2 separate regions of the Gossypium hirsutum genome follow, and region 1 is linked to region 2. Evidence: chromatin contacts called from public Hi-C data. All regions are on one chromosome and are shown on one strand. The core of a region is the stretch at or near the end of the contact, and the rest is flanking DNA. Distances in the headings are between cores, read along the strand shown.

The links. Hi-C and Micro-C count contacts between places; a contact is called where the count stands out from the background.
Region 1: a Hi-C map of leaf shows a contact between it and region 2, with 2.6 times the contacts expected there. The contact joins two enhancer-like sites. A contact is called at or near these places in 11 of 34 Hi-C or Micro-C datasets (cotyledon, leaf and stem).

What each region holds. Positions count from the first base shown.
Region 1 is chrD06:14,500,162-14,506,984 of Gossypium_hirsutum_v2.1, reverse strand. No RefSeq gene overlaps it. Among protein-coding and RNA genes, the nearest start is that of LOC107901069, 9.5 kb to the left of the region's middle. Within about 2 kb of position 3,109, at least 3 of the 9 cell types and tissues checked have an H3K27ac peak or open chromatin away from gene starts, as enhancers often do. A contact at or near this core is called in leaf, where this site is marked.
Region 2 is chrD06:14,465,852-14,473,195 of Gossypium_hirsutum_v2.1, reverse strand. No RefSeq gene overlaps it. Among protein-coding and RNA genes, the nearest start is that of LOC107901071, 15 kb to the left of the region's middle. Within about 2 kb of position 2,470, at least 3 of the 9 cell types and tissues checked have an H3K27ac peak or open chromatin away from gene starts, as enhancers often do. A contact at or near this core is called in leaf, where this site is marked.

The DNA.
Region 1 (6,823 bases), core at 1,860-4,359, 33 kb before region 2:
TGTCTCACGCTACAGTATCGCTACAATATCTAATCTCACCGCCACCGCTATTTTTACACTAATCGCAGATAAACACACCCCCCATCCAAACCCACCCTTAGTGTTATGATGAGCACCGCTTACAAGATATGACTCTTACTTTTTTCTAAGACCTATATTCTTCTGATACGTGGATACGAGGTACTTTTCCTTTGATAGGTAAATATTCTAAATTGGATTTCTTATATTCTTGATTCTCTTGTTATGGAAGTTTCTAACGGGAAATCCAGAAAAGCTTTTTTTGATATGGGACCATAGAAAGCTTTGAGATCGGATGACTTACATGCTATTTTTTTTTCCAAATCAATGGCATGTGGTTGAGCATTCGGTTTGCAAATGGGTGAGACGTATCTTTTCAGGTTGATCCATGGATCACAACGTTAGCAAGACGCTTTTGGTTTTGATCTCCAAAAGCCAAAGTTCGAACACTATTAATTAATTTCGTCTGATCAGCTTTTGTAATTTTCTTTAAAAGTTGGTGATAAAATTAATCGCCAATCGATTCAAACCTATCTTTTCGAAGTTGATTGCGTCTAATTAAGTCATTTTTATAGCTAGACGAAATATAATAGACAACATCCTTATAGCTCAAGAAATTATTCATTCTATGCGAATTAAGAAAAAGAAGAAGTGTTGGATAGCTATCAAATTAGCTTTTTCTTCATTAAAAGTTGCAATCAGATCGACCAACAAAGGATCTTTTGTTCTCTCTATCACAATCAACAAAACAAGGACTTTACAAATCTAAACTAAAAATTTCTAAACCTCTTTACTTTTTGTTTATTTAATTGTTTAAATGAATTAGAAAGTGAGTGAGCTTTGTTTGATTATGATGAATAGGAACTAAAATTCTTGGGAAATTGGTTAATTGAAGTGTTTGAGTAATTAACTTAAGATTTAGGGCTTAAACCGAATAATTGGACTAAATTGAATAGAAATCAAAATTTGGAATTGACAACTCTAGAAATCAAAATTTAGACAATGAAGAGCAAATGAGACCTTATTGTGTAAAAATTCAATTGTCCCTTTTAGTTTAAGTAGATTGAAAGATAAATTGGTCTAAATTACTGATTAGGTAAAATTATAGGCCGAAAGGTATTAATTAATCTAATTAGGTAATTATGTTTTTAAAATCATTAATCTGAATGTATTAATTATACGAGCTTTGCTACAATGTCGTGAAACTATCGTATGACCTCTTCATTGAATTTTTTGCTTCTTGTTCCTAGCCAAAACTCTAAAACATATTAATTAGAACTGTTGATGGACTCAGACCACCTTCCTCTACATCGAAAAACCGAGCATATAACTTTACTACAACATTCCTAGTTGAGAAATGCGCATTAAGCATTAACTTAACATTCCGAATTGCCATTTAGCTCAAATGCATCATATCTTATAGGGTTCATTGACGTTAGGTATCTATATTTCAATATCTAAATTCTCATCCGGCTTGAATCTGAGACTTTTATTCTAACTCTTGACAAAAGCTCGTTTAGTTCGATGCTCTTGCTGGAAGCCAAATCTGTAGATTGGGTAGATACAAAAATGACCACGATGTTGATGTCATGAATTTGACCATCATAATAAATAAAATTTTTTTACTCATCTTTGCCATAAAAACCTATTTCATAAGTTTAATAAAAAATAAATACGATAATATTATACAAAAAATAAATACTTATTAATCAAATTTAAACAAGGGAATAACAAGAAGTAATTATTTACTTACTTGAAATAAATTAGTTTGTTGGGCCAATATTCCAACTTTTGTTACAACAACTACGAACTTTCTTCGAGCAAACGTATAAAACAACTTCAAATTTTTAACATCAACAATATTCTCCTCTGCATGCAAATCTTCAGTTCAAAATTTAATTTGGAAACCCTCTTCATATCATCTTCATTTTATAGGAAAACTCTACCATCAGATATGAAACGTTTTTCAAAATGTTGGAAAAGATTGGACATGACTACGCACAAATAAGAAAAACGTTTTTTTGTTATAACCATGCTTTTGAAAAATTCAGCCCGAGATTCTACATCCATTTTACACAAACTCTTCCATCTGATGGAAAAGACGAGACAATTTAAGAAAAAGTTCAAATTGACAAGTTATTTTGGGATTCTCAAGATAAAAACCATTACAATTTTCTCGATTTTTTTAAAATTTCGACTTGACGACCATATTATTTCCTTTTTTTTTATCCAACGTCCTTAATTTAAACCTAATTTTACCTGCTTGACAGTTGCTGACATGGCAAGCCTATAGGGTGAGCTTTTGCCTTGTAGGCCCACCACGTTAATGAAGACATGTTCAATAGGGCACGCTTTCACCACATTTACATTAACACCCCCAAAATCAACCTATTTCCTAATTTTTTTAAAAATCGGTCCAATTCCTTAAATTTCATTTTAAATCGACATATTTTCCTAATTTATCTAATAATTTTTTACATCAAAATAAACATGCAAATTTTATATCAAGGTGGCAAATAAAGTCTTGACTCAATGATAAGATTGAAATCCTAGAAATTTTATGATTTCAACTCGAGGTTAATTAATTAATTGGAGTTGAGCTAGTTATTTAATTTAGTACTTATAATGATTGATTATATTGAAATTGGTAAAACTTCAAAAAAAAAATGCATTAAGGTGAGAGAAAAGATTTAATAGAATTAAACATTTGGATGTGATACCAACAGACTTAAAACTCACACAAAATTAACTTTTACTCGTATATTTTATTTGATTGGATTAATTTCATTTTAAAGTATTTCTTTTCATAATTGTATTTGTATATATTATTATTTAAATTGTTATCACAAATCAATTGAGTCTCAACTCAAATATAAAATTATCAAAAATTCTTTTGTTTTAGGAAAATAATTATATTATAAAATTTGAATCCAAAGCATATTAGTGCTAATTCTTTATTGATGTTACAGTTAAAAAGTGGATTAGAGAAGTGTAATATTAGCATTAAGAGGGGGGAGCAGGTCAATACATGGGTTGTGCTGATCCAGATTCAGTCCAAAGAAGAGAAATATTTAATGCTTTGGTCCAAGGTAATTTATTGGGTCCAAAGTAATCCAAGTTGCAAAAGAAAGTACTTGTGATGGTAAACCAGCTTTGAGTAGATGGAGACTCCTATGGGCTTGTTTGTGGATGCAAACAAATGGCTATCCTGCATCAGGGCTCTATGAAAGTTCTGAAAACAACCCAAATTATGGCACCCTAAAAGCTTAATGAAGACAAAAATTAAAAAAAAAAGTAGTAGTAGTAGTAAAAGGGGATTAAAGCTTAGGTTGTGCATTTAACAGAGTAAAGACTTACACTTTCAGAAAATTAATAAAGTTGGAAAAGTGATACAGAATTGGAAATTAGCTATGATTTTGAATTTTAAAAATTCAATCTGAAATAATTTTAATTTTAATTGTACATTATAAAAGAAAAACTAAAAAATGCTTTTAAAGTTAGAATTACCCATATTCCTCTTCAACATTTAAATAGGAGGATAAAAGATAGGAATTGTATAGAAATAAAAACTTACATACTGTTAAACCCGTAAGTTGATAGTGGAGAATAAAAGGTTGATGACAAAACATGCAGGGAATTTTAGCCACAAATGATGTATACTTAAATAAATTTATATAGTTTTAGTTATTTATTGAGAGAAAGGTGTGCTTGAAAATTTTCTTCTTTATTTCACTTCATTTTCTAAATTCGTAAAGTAGGTAAGATATGAGAATGTAGATCATAGATCATAGTTCATAGCTACCCATTTTTCTATTTCATGAATCTAGCAACTTATCAATCGAGTTCAATACTTTTTAAGTAAAATCTGGAATTTTCAAGATTATTGTGATTAGGTAAATTAGTGTTTGGAGAATTTTATTCCTTTATCTAAAACTTAGGAGAATAGTTGGGGGAGACAGACCCAACCCCGCCTCAATTTTCTTTTAAATTATGGGATTTTTTGTAAAAAACTTTTTTTTTATAAAATTTGCATCTTAGTTTTTAGGACTTTTAAATTATTCTATTTTTTATTTCACCCAAAAAAATATTATTCTATTATTTAAAAATTTTAAAATATATTTAACCTCTCAAAAAAAAATTCTTAATAAATTTAGTGCAATAAATCTGATAACATTTTTAATTATACATTATTTATTACTTTTATCTTAATTCTTTTACATCTTTGATTAAATTAGTTATTTTATTAGTAATATTTTTATTCTATGCTTAAAAAAACTAAACTATTAATATATTTATTACAAATTAGATATTGGAATTAATTTTGTAAATATGTATGGTAGTTTTTGTGTATATCTATTTTCTTTTAATTAGGAGATTAGATGCTAAAGTTTAGGAGATAATATTTTGGTTTAATTAGGAGATTAGATGCTAAAGTTTAGGAGATAATATTTTGGTTTCTATCTTTGTATTTTACTGTGTATATATGTTCTTGATTTTGGGAAGAATGAAACACAGAGGAAATTCCCACAATTCTTGTTATTTTTTCATGGTATCAGAGCAGGTTTTGAACGTGTAAAGTTTTGCTAATGGTTGGTGGGAAAGGTGATTCCGGTCACAAATTCGACGAAGGGGCGATTGTGCGAAAAATGATTTCTCCGTAAGGTATAACCTCGCTTGATAATCCTGGACTTGCAATCACTCAAGTACAATTGAAAGGGGAAAACTATGAAGAATGGGCTCGTTCTTTCCGAACGGCGTTGCGTGCTAGGAAGAAGTTCAGATTTATTGACGGATCGCTTAAAAAACCAGATGATACATCAGACGACATTGAAGATTGGTGGACCATTAACTCATTGCTAGTTTCGTGGATTCGGAATACCATTGAACCAACTCTTCGATCCACCATATCTCATGTCGAGGTGGCTAAGGATTTGTGGGATGATATTCGAGAGAGATTTTCAATGGCCAATGGTCCAAGAATCCAACAACTCAGATCTGATCTTGTAGAATGCAAGCAAAAAGGATTAACTATTGTCAATTATTTTGGAAAATTGAAACTGATATGGGATGAATTGGCGATTTTTGATCAATTGCTGACTTGTAAATGCGGGAATTGTACTTGTCAATTATCAGCCGAGTTGGAAAAGTGACGAGAAGAGGAAAAAGTTCACCACTTCTTGATGGGATTGGATGGGACATATAGCACGGTTAGAATTGTACTTGTCAATTATCAGCCGAGTTGGAAAAGCGACAAGAAGAGGAAAAAGTTCACCACTTCCTGATGGGATTGGATGGGACATATAGCACGGTTAGATCTAGCATCTTGGCTAACGATCCGTTGCCATCCTTGAGCAAGGCTTATTCGATGGTTATTCAAGAAGAACGAGTGAAAACCATATCTCGTGAGATGGAAGATCGCTCCGATGTGATGGCTATGGTAGTGCAAAGTCGAGGTCATGGAGAAAGTAAGGAGAAATGGGGGGGTTTGTTCTCATTGCAAACAACCTAGACATGATATTGATAATTGTTTTGCTATTATTGGTTATCTTGAATGGTGGGGAGATCGACCCCGAGGAACTATGAAGGGTGGAAGCCGTGGCAAGAATTTAGGCCAACGTCAATCAAACAGTCGAGGACGAGGGGGGCAGCGAGCTAATGTTGTCCGGACCCACACAGGGGGAGTATCGTCTTCAAATGATAACACTGATGATTTGAAGCAAACACTTTGCCTGGGCTTAGCAATGAACAGTGGCAAGTTTTGCTCCAAACCTTAAAGGGTATGAGATTAACTACGATTGAGAAGATGACGGGTAAGAAATTGTCTTGGATTATTGACACAGGAACGTCAAATCATATGACGGGTAATCTAAAATTTTTACATAATATTCATAAAATTCCTAATTTTCCCGTTGGGTTACAGGATGGGAGTGAATTTGTGGCTACTTTGGAAGGATCTGTTGCTATTGGAGGAGATTTATTGTTGCGAAATGTTCTATTTGTGCCGAATTTGGCATGCAATCTTATCTCTGTGTCACAACTTATGAAAAATGATTCTTGCTTTATATAGTTCACTGAAAAATTATGTGTTATACAGGACCGTACCTCGAGTATGCTGATTAGAACGGGTGAACAAAGGGATGGACTCTACTACTTTCGAGAAATTCCAAGGATCAAGGCAATGAGGGTGACCACTGGTAACTCGTTAGAAATGTGGCACAAGCGGTTAGGTCATCCATCTATGCAGATGACGAAACTTGTTTCGAAGGTAGATAGAGATAGTAGGGATGAGATTTTGAATAAATGTTGTGATGTGTGCCTTCGAGCAAAACAAACTAGAGAAGTTTTTTTCTTTAAGTGAACATCGTGCAGTTGATATTTTTGAATTAATACATTGTGATTTATGGGGTCCTTATAACACTTTATCTACTTGTGGAGCATCATATTTTCTGACAATAGTTGATGAGTTTTCAAGGAGTGTGTGGATTTTCTTGATCCACAATAAATCTGAAGTACTTTCAATGTTTAAAAATTTATTCTCTATGATCAAACGATAATTTGTTAAACAAGTAAAGATGGTACGTAGTGACAACGGGAAAGAATTTACTTGCATAAAGAATTATTTTGTGGAACATGGTATTATTTTCCAATCTTCATGTACCGGCACTCCACAACAAAATGGGAGAGTCGAAAGAAAACATAGGCACATCTTAAATGTTGCGCGTGCTCTTAGATTTCAAGGATCACTTCCTATCAAGTTCTGGGGTGAGTGCATTTTGACTGCAGGTTACCTAATTAATCGAACTCC
Region 2 (7,344 bases), core at 1,221-3,720:
GCCTACCAGTGTGGAAATGAGATGGGAAGAGCCGACTAGAGAGTGGGCTAAACTTAATTCTGACGGATCAATTTTGGCAACTCCAAGTAGGGCATGTGCGAAAGCACTCATTTGAGATGAGAACGGTAGATGGCTTATTGGATCATAATGGCACATTCCATATGTGAAGAGTTTAGAAGTGAAACTATGAGAGCTTAGGGATGTTTAGAGCTTGCTAAGAGATTTAACATGTGGAAGCTTGAAGTTGAAATTGAAATTGCTATTATAAGATTGATCATAATGCCTCTAGTGCTAACATGTTGCTTTCAACACTTGTTTTCAATTGTAGGACTCTCCTCTCTAACTTGGAAGCCGTGACACTCAAGCATATCTTTAGAAAGAAGAATATGTGTATGGATTCCCTTGCTTGCATGGAGAGTAATTTTCAATTCTCCGCTCTTTCAAATCTTTTCAAGTGGCGAAATTATAAAAAGAGACAAATATAATTACAAAATTAAAATATATATGAATTATATATGCTACATTAGGTTGGAGTATTATTTTGAAAATTTATTTTTTACGAGAATTTTTATTTATCTTTCTAATTGTATGTTTAAATTTGTATTAATTATTTTTTATTTTATATGTAACTATTTTAAAACATATGTATTAAATAACCTTTTTACTCATGTTATTAGACTAATAACCAGATGCAGCATTAAAACATCATATAATTGTTGTGTCAACTATTCATTTTATCTAAAATTGATTTACCTTGAAAAAGAAAATAACTATAAAATTATAACCTATCTATTTTTGTCCATATTTTATTTATTTTGTGAATGAGTTAAATTCTAATATACCTCAATTATATCGTTTTAATTAATGAAGTTACTCTAATTTGAATGAATTCCTTTTAACTAATTGAAATATCCCATCTCTTAATACTATTAAATAATAATTAATATGCCTTTTCTAACTAAAGAAACAGCTTTTTGATATTTTTATATAAAAAAGTAAAGGTTTTGCGTGGATTGAAACTATAGGTTAGCAGGTCTTAAAATTAAACCAAAATTACATCATTATAGATTTGTGAAATAAAGGTACAAAATCATCAATTTTGATCGCCAATTCTATCTTTTCTTTCCCATCCTGTAATTAGTAATGTCACGCAACTTCGTTGTTTTCTTTAATACATCCACGCTAGGCATACATATTAGATTTCGTCACACATGAGGTTGTGGGTTTTAATGGTTTTAACTTTTATTTTTACCATTTTTTTCAACTAAGTTTGTACTTGTGACATCAGTTTAATCGGGGGCTTAACTATAGGTGTGATTAATCCTTTTAAGAAAATAAATCTTTTTGGACCTCTAATAATAGAATTGTGGGATTAATGTAAGGTTATGTTATATTACTCTATTTAGTTTATTTGGTTAAGATATATTTGATTAATTAAAAACACATTTTATTAAATTCTTATTATTAATAGAACTTTTTTTGTAAGATTATTTTTTTTATTATACTTTATAGATTAATAAATAAATATACGATGTTGGAATAAATTTATAAATAAAATTAATATACTAATAAATAAAACTCTACAGTAAATATAATAATTATAATTTTAAGGAAAGAGAGATTTCGGCTTTAAACTTGACTTAAATTTTATTTGAGAAAAAAGGACGGAATTAATTAAAATAATAAAAATAAAAGGGAAATTGATCTAAAATTTAATATTTTACTTGTAATCTAAGATAACCTAAGGAATGAGTGGTATTTAGATTACACCCTATCCTCCATCATCTTAACATTATTTGAGAATGTAAGATTAAATCCAAGTATTGTAATCTTATTCCATAATGTGAGATTACATGGTGTAATGTTACATTTGGTTTACCAAACACACTCTTAAGATAATTGTAATTTTTAAAAGGAAAGGTAATATTTTACAAGGTTATAATTATTTTGGTACAATGATGATTCAAACACAAATTAATATTTGGGTAAATGCATACCCGATTAATAGGCTACAACTTAGGTTCTTGATAAGGCTAATGATTATGTGATTCAATTTGTGACGTAAATTCAATCAAATATTTTTATATAATAATGATTAAAAAGTATTTGTATATTTTTGATATGTTTTGTTGTTATTTTATAGTTCATATTTGGGATTCGTGGTTAACAGTGATTTTAAAAAGTGCAAACATGTATTCTGGCTTATTCTATATAAGATTAATATGGAAAAATTAGAAAACAAATATTAATTATATTAAAAAATTGTTAGTGCGTATTGATTAATTAATTTTAAGGTTAAGTCAAATCTAACTTTCTTTATTCATGCACGGGTTGGAAAGTTTGTTGCCAAAGCCGCCAACAGGGGTAGGCTTTTAATTACACAAAATTTGGCATGTGCCACACCACTCCGTCACGATCTAATACTACAACTCTCTCTCCCAAAGAATTCCTAGTGTCCCCAGCAACAGGTTCAACTTGGACCGTCCACGTCCAATCATCCTGCTGCATTACTATATATATTTCATATACTAGCTATAATGCTTTACTGCTTTTAGTATATAAAAAATATTTAAATCCGATTCTTACTTACAATTATGTTGATATATTTTCCAAATTTAAAGAAAAAACTAGTGTTTGTGTAGTCAATAGTGGTCCATAAACACAATAGAGTGACGTGATTGAATATTCTATACTCCCCGTCTTATTTTCCTATCGTATATTGCTACCCAAACCCCATTCATACATAATACCCATTTGGAATATATCCTTTTTCTTTAATGTAAATGAAAATGAGTATTATATTTATATGCATGTATGGTATCACTTAATTTAGACTAGGTTTAGAATCAAAATTTCTAAAATATTTTAACTATAGTGGAATACATGCTGTATTGGAACAATGAGACTCGTAAATAAGACCTTCCTTTTTTCTCACCTTTACGAATTTTTCCTTTTAAAAAAATCAAATCTATTTTTATCTTTTGAATTTTAAAATAATTTTTGGCTTTTAAAAAATATAATTTTAAATTTTTTTATAGGACTTCTTATTAAAATATAAAACTTATTTTTTTGAAGAGTAAGGGCTATACTGCTAAGACTTATTTAGAGCAGTTGTTAAAGCTCTTCCCTAACACCTAGATGACATGAGTTCAAACTTTGTTATTCCCCTTCTCTCTCTCCCAATATTGTAATGATTAAAAAAATGTAGATGTTTATTTAGTGCAATTGCTGATGCTTGTTCAAATAACAAGTTGGGTTGCATGTTAAATCTCGTGGGGCATTCCAAGATGGTCTTTCTTGTACAAATAGTGTGTTATAATGGTGAAAACAAGTAGATGTTTTAGCAGAATGATGGTAATTGATAGAGGGAAGCCCGTTTGGTTTATCCTTTCGTTCTACACGAAGGATCAACAATGACCATGTTGTTAACCTTTGCCATCTATATCAAGTGAGTCTTATTTAGACAAAGATACAGGGAACTAAAAGTTACTTTGCTCCTTAAATTAGTGGGGCGCTACTTAGCTCCCGACTGTTACTATTTAGATGTAGCAAGGCATGTGATTATTGAGCTTTAAGCCTGTTTAATCGATCAAACATTTTTAAAGAGAAAAACATAAATAATAGTGGAAAGTGGGGCAGGTTTATGGAAAGATATTTACCAAGGATGTGAAGGCAAAGGTATAACTGTAAAGTTCCGAGGAAAGCAATAAAAAGGAAGAAAGGGGTGGTTTGGTATGAGAATCGGAAGGCATCACGTGATGGGTTTTTACTTTTTAAGCTGTGGGTTTTGTCCCAATGATACTCACTAACACAACCCAACAAACATATACAGGAAAAAAATTATTATCAAGGAAGGAAAAAAGACAAAAGACAAAAGACATAATATTATTAATGATCACATAAACAAATAATCAAGCAAATGGAATCTACATTAATATGGCTATTGGCACCCCTATCGAAATCTTCTTTTGTTTTTTATTAGGGTTTGGGCAACGCCAATAATTACTGCAAATAGATTTGATTTAAGTGTGAATATCGTGAACAACTTCTCATAAACTATTCTACTACAAGGTTAATGATTGGGCCACATTGTCTCCTCCTTTGGAATGAAAAGCATAGTAATATTTATTTTTATATTATATTTTCTTTCACACTTTGGTATTTAAAATTCTTTTCTCCATTTATTATTTTACCAATTTAACCCTCTTGGAACACTGATAACTTTTGAGATAAAATGACATTAATATATTTAAGCACCAATTCGAAAATAAGTAAAGTTTAAGGGTCAAAGTGCGGTATAAGTCTTTCTTTTATATTTTAATATATATCATATATGGAAATTCATTGGGCCACCGCTGCGATTTGAGATGAATAATTAAATACTTTCAGTCTGCTTTTCATTTTCAATTTAACATAAATTAAATAAAAAAGAAAGTCAAGTTGATTTTATTTGTTGAAAATGAATTGGCAGACGTTTGATATATATATATATATATCACGTGGACGAGTACATAGTTAGAGGGTTTGTGTTCTCATTAATGATAAAACAATTTTAAGTTAAAATTATGAATTAATTGTATAGAATATTTTGACGTAGTTAAACTTTAAACATTTTAATTATATATTTAAATTATTAATGTTATATTAGTAATTTTTTTTATTATTAAATTTATTAATTTAACCGTTAGATGATATGTCAAATCTTATATGGTATAATTTAAATTATAAGTATTGACTTGAATGAAATGGTGGTTAAAACTCTCATTAGACACCTGTTTAACATAGATTCTATTAGAGTAACTACTGTTAGTTACAAGTAGTTATGAATTTAGTTACAAGGTAGTTTTGTTACCTGTTGTAACTACAAATATATGTATGAGAAGTCTTTAGCTTACACATCAAGATCAATGGAATTCATTCCTTTCAGCTCTCTGTTTCTATTAGGGTATCAGAGTTTAGTAATTGTTACTTACTATGTTGATGTATTCTGCATGTATAGGAGATTCTGCAAATGGAAGATTTTTTTTAATCCATTTGCATTTGCATCACAAAAGATAGCAATTTTAGTCGATGACAGTAATTTATTGGCATGGAAACAACATGTAGTGTTGGTTCTTAAAACCCATCACTTGCAATCTTTTATTGATGGAACGATTATCGTGCTGCTGAGAGAAATTGTTGGGGCTGATGGTGTTCCAGTTGAAAATCTGGCTTATGTCCACTATGAATAGCAAGATTCCGTCCTCTGTGCCTTGCTTTTTTCCTCTATTAGTGCTTCACTGCAAAATCAGTTGGTTGGCTGTTCGTCTTCGGTTTTTGAACTTTGGGAAACCCTAACACAGATCTTTGGCAGTCAACCCACCACCAAATCCATGCGATATAGATATTTACTTCACAGTTTTAAGAAGAAAGATATGCCAATGTCTGCTTACCTGAAAAGGATTAAACACCTTTGTGATTCTTTGCAGGGTGTGGCCAACTAGTGTTTTTGCAGGAGCATCAATCGCCTGTTTTGAATGGGCTTCCATCGGCATATGACCATGTGGTCTCTATCGTTACAACAAACAGAGTTTATTTTTATTTACAAGGAATCTTGATGGCTCTTCTAGATGTAGAGGCTCATTAGTAAGCTCATTTGTCACAAGTCGTGTTGTTCTCGACAAATCTTGAGGTGGACAGCAAATCATATGAATCATCGTCGTCAGATCTTTCCACGTACGCTGGTCACCGCAACCTTAGGTGTTCTAGTCTGGTCGTGGCTACAAAGGTTCTTGTAGGCAATCTAGAGGAGGCACATGATCACAATGTCAAATATGTGACAAGTTTAGGCATGTTGCCCACCATTGCTATCATAGATATGATGCGATGTAAGATGAAAATGAGGGTGAGAATGTTAACCTTAATTTGGGGTCAGATGGGTCAAGTCAATTGGGTTATGTTTTTCGTCGGCCCACTTCACAAACAAGTCATAGGCCTATTTTTTGCATATATGTGTTTAGCTGAAAATGGGCTACTTGTTTCACCTTTATTTGGATTGTGTGGATCTTAAGTGTCTGGGTAATTTGGATTTAAGCAGTATGGGCTTCTTAATCAGACGTATTCATCTTCTAGGTTTGTTAATACCCATTTCTCATGTTGGTAAGTCTGTTTTATCTTATGGATCTCACTCTTTTTTGTTTAAAGATTTATTGTATGTACCTACCATTCACAAAAATCTCTTATCTGTGTCGAAATTTGCCAAAGACAATAATGTGTATTTTGAGTTTTATCCCACTTGTTGCTTTATAAAGGATCTAGCAACTCGTCGAATATTGCTTCGGGGCAATGAGGTAAATGGGATTTATCAGTTTGCTTCTAGTGCATCTGAGCTGGCATTGACTGTTGAAAGTTCATTGACGAATGGTGGTGATGTGGTGTGCAAGGATCTTGAGGGAGATTACATGCTCGAGTTAAGCATGTTGAACTTGATTTGCATTTTGTGCATGTTAAGGTTCTTAGTGAGCAACTTCAAGTTAATCATATATCTGGAAGTGATCAAATAGCTGATGTACTTACCAACCCATTAACTATAGGAGTGTTTTCTCATTGTCGTGATAGGATGAATGTGCTTGTAAAAGCCCGTTTTTAGTGAAATCAGAATAGTGGTTTTGGGACCATAAATATGATGAGTAAATATTTATTTTATTATTATTTTAGTTTCTATGGAATAATAGTAAGCTCGTATAAAAATTTCGTTAAGAAATTTTGACGTTTGCATGCTTAATTAAGTGAAAAGGACTAAATCGTAAAAGGTGTCAAAGTGGAGTTCTAGTAGTTAAAGGTATCCAAAAGCCATGAAACTTTAATATAAGAGGACTTAGATGGTAATTAGAACATTATTATTATTAGTGGACATTTATGGACATAAATTAGATGATTTTTATGTTAAAAGATAAGGTTAATTAAGTAATTTAATTAATAAGTTAAAGTTAAAATAATAAAAACAAAAGTGTCATCTTCCTAATTTCCATCTTCCATCGAGATTGATATTGGAGAAGCCATGTTTAGGGTTTGAAATCTTCGGTCACTTGTTTAGCTTGTATGTAAATGAAAATTCATCTCGTTTTTAATGATTTCTATGTTTTTGAAGTTGTTGTAGCTTAATCTATCTACCCCAGTGACTAATTTGCAAAATTGTTAAAGTTTTAGGGTTTTTCCATGAGCATGTTTACTTGTTTCTTGAAATTTAATGAAAGATTATGAGTCATTATTATTAAATAAACAAGTTTTGTAAAGGGATTTTTGATAAAATTATCATTTAGGGGCTTTTTTGTTAAAGAAGTAAAATACCATGATAAATTTGTA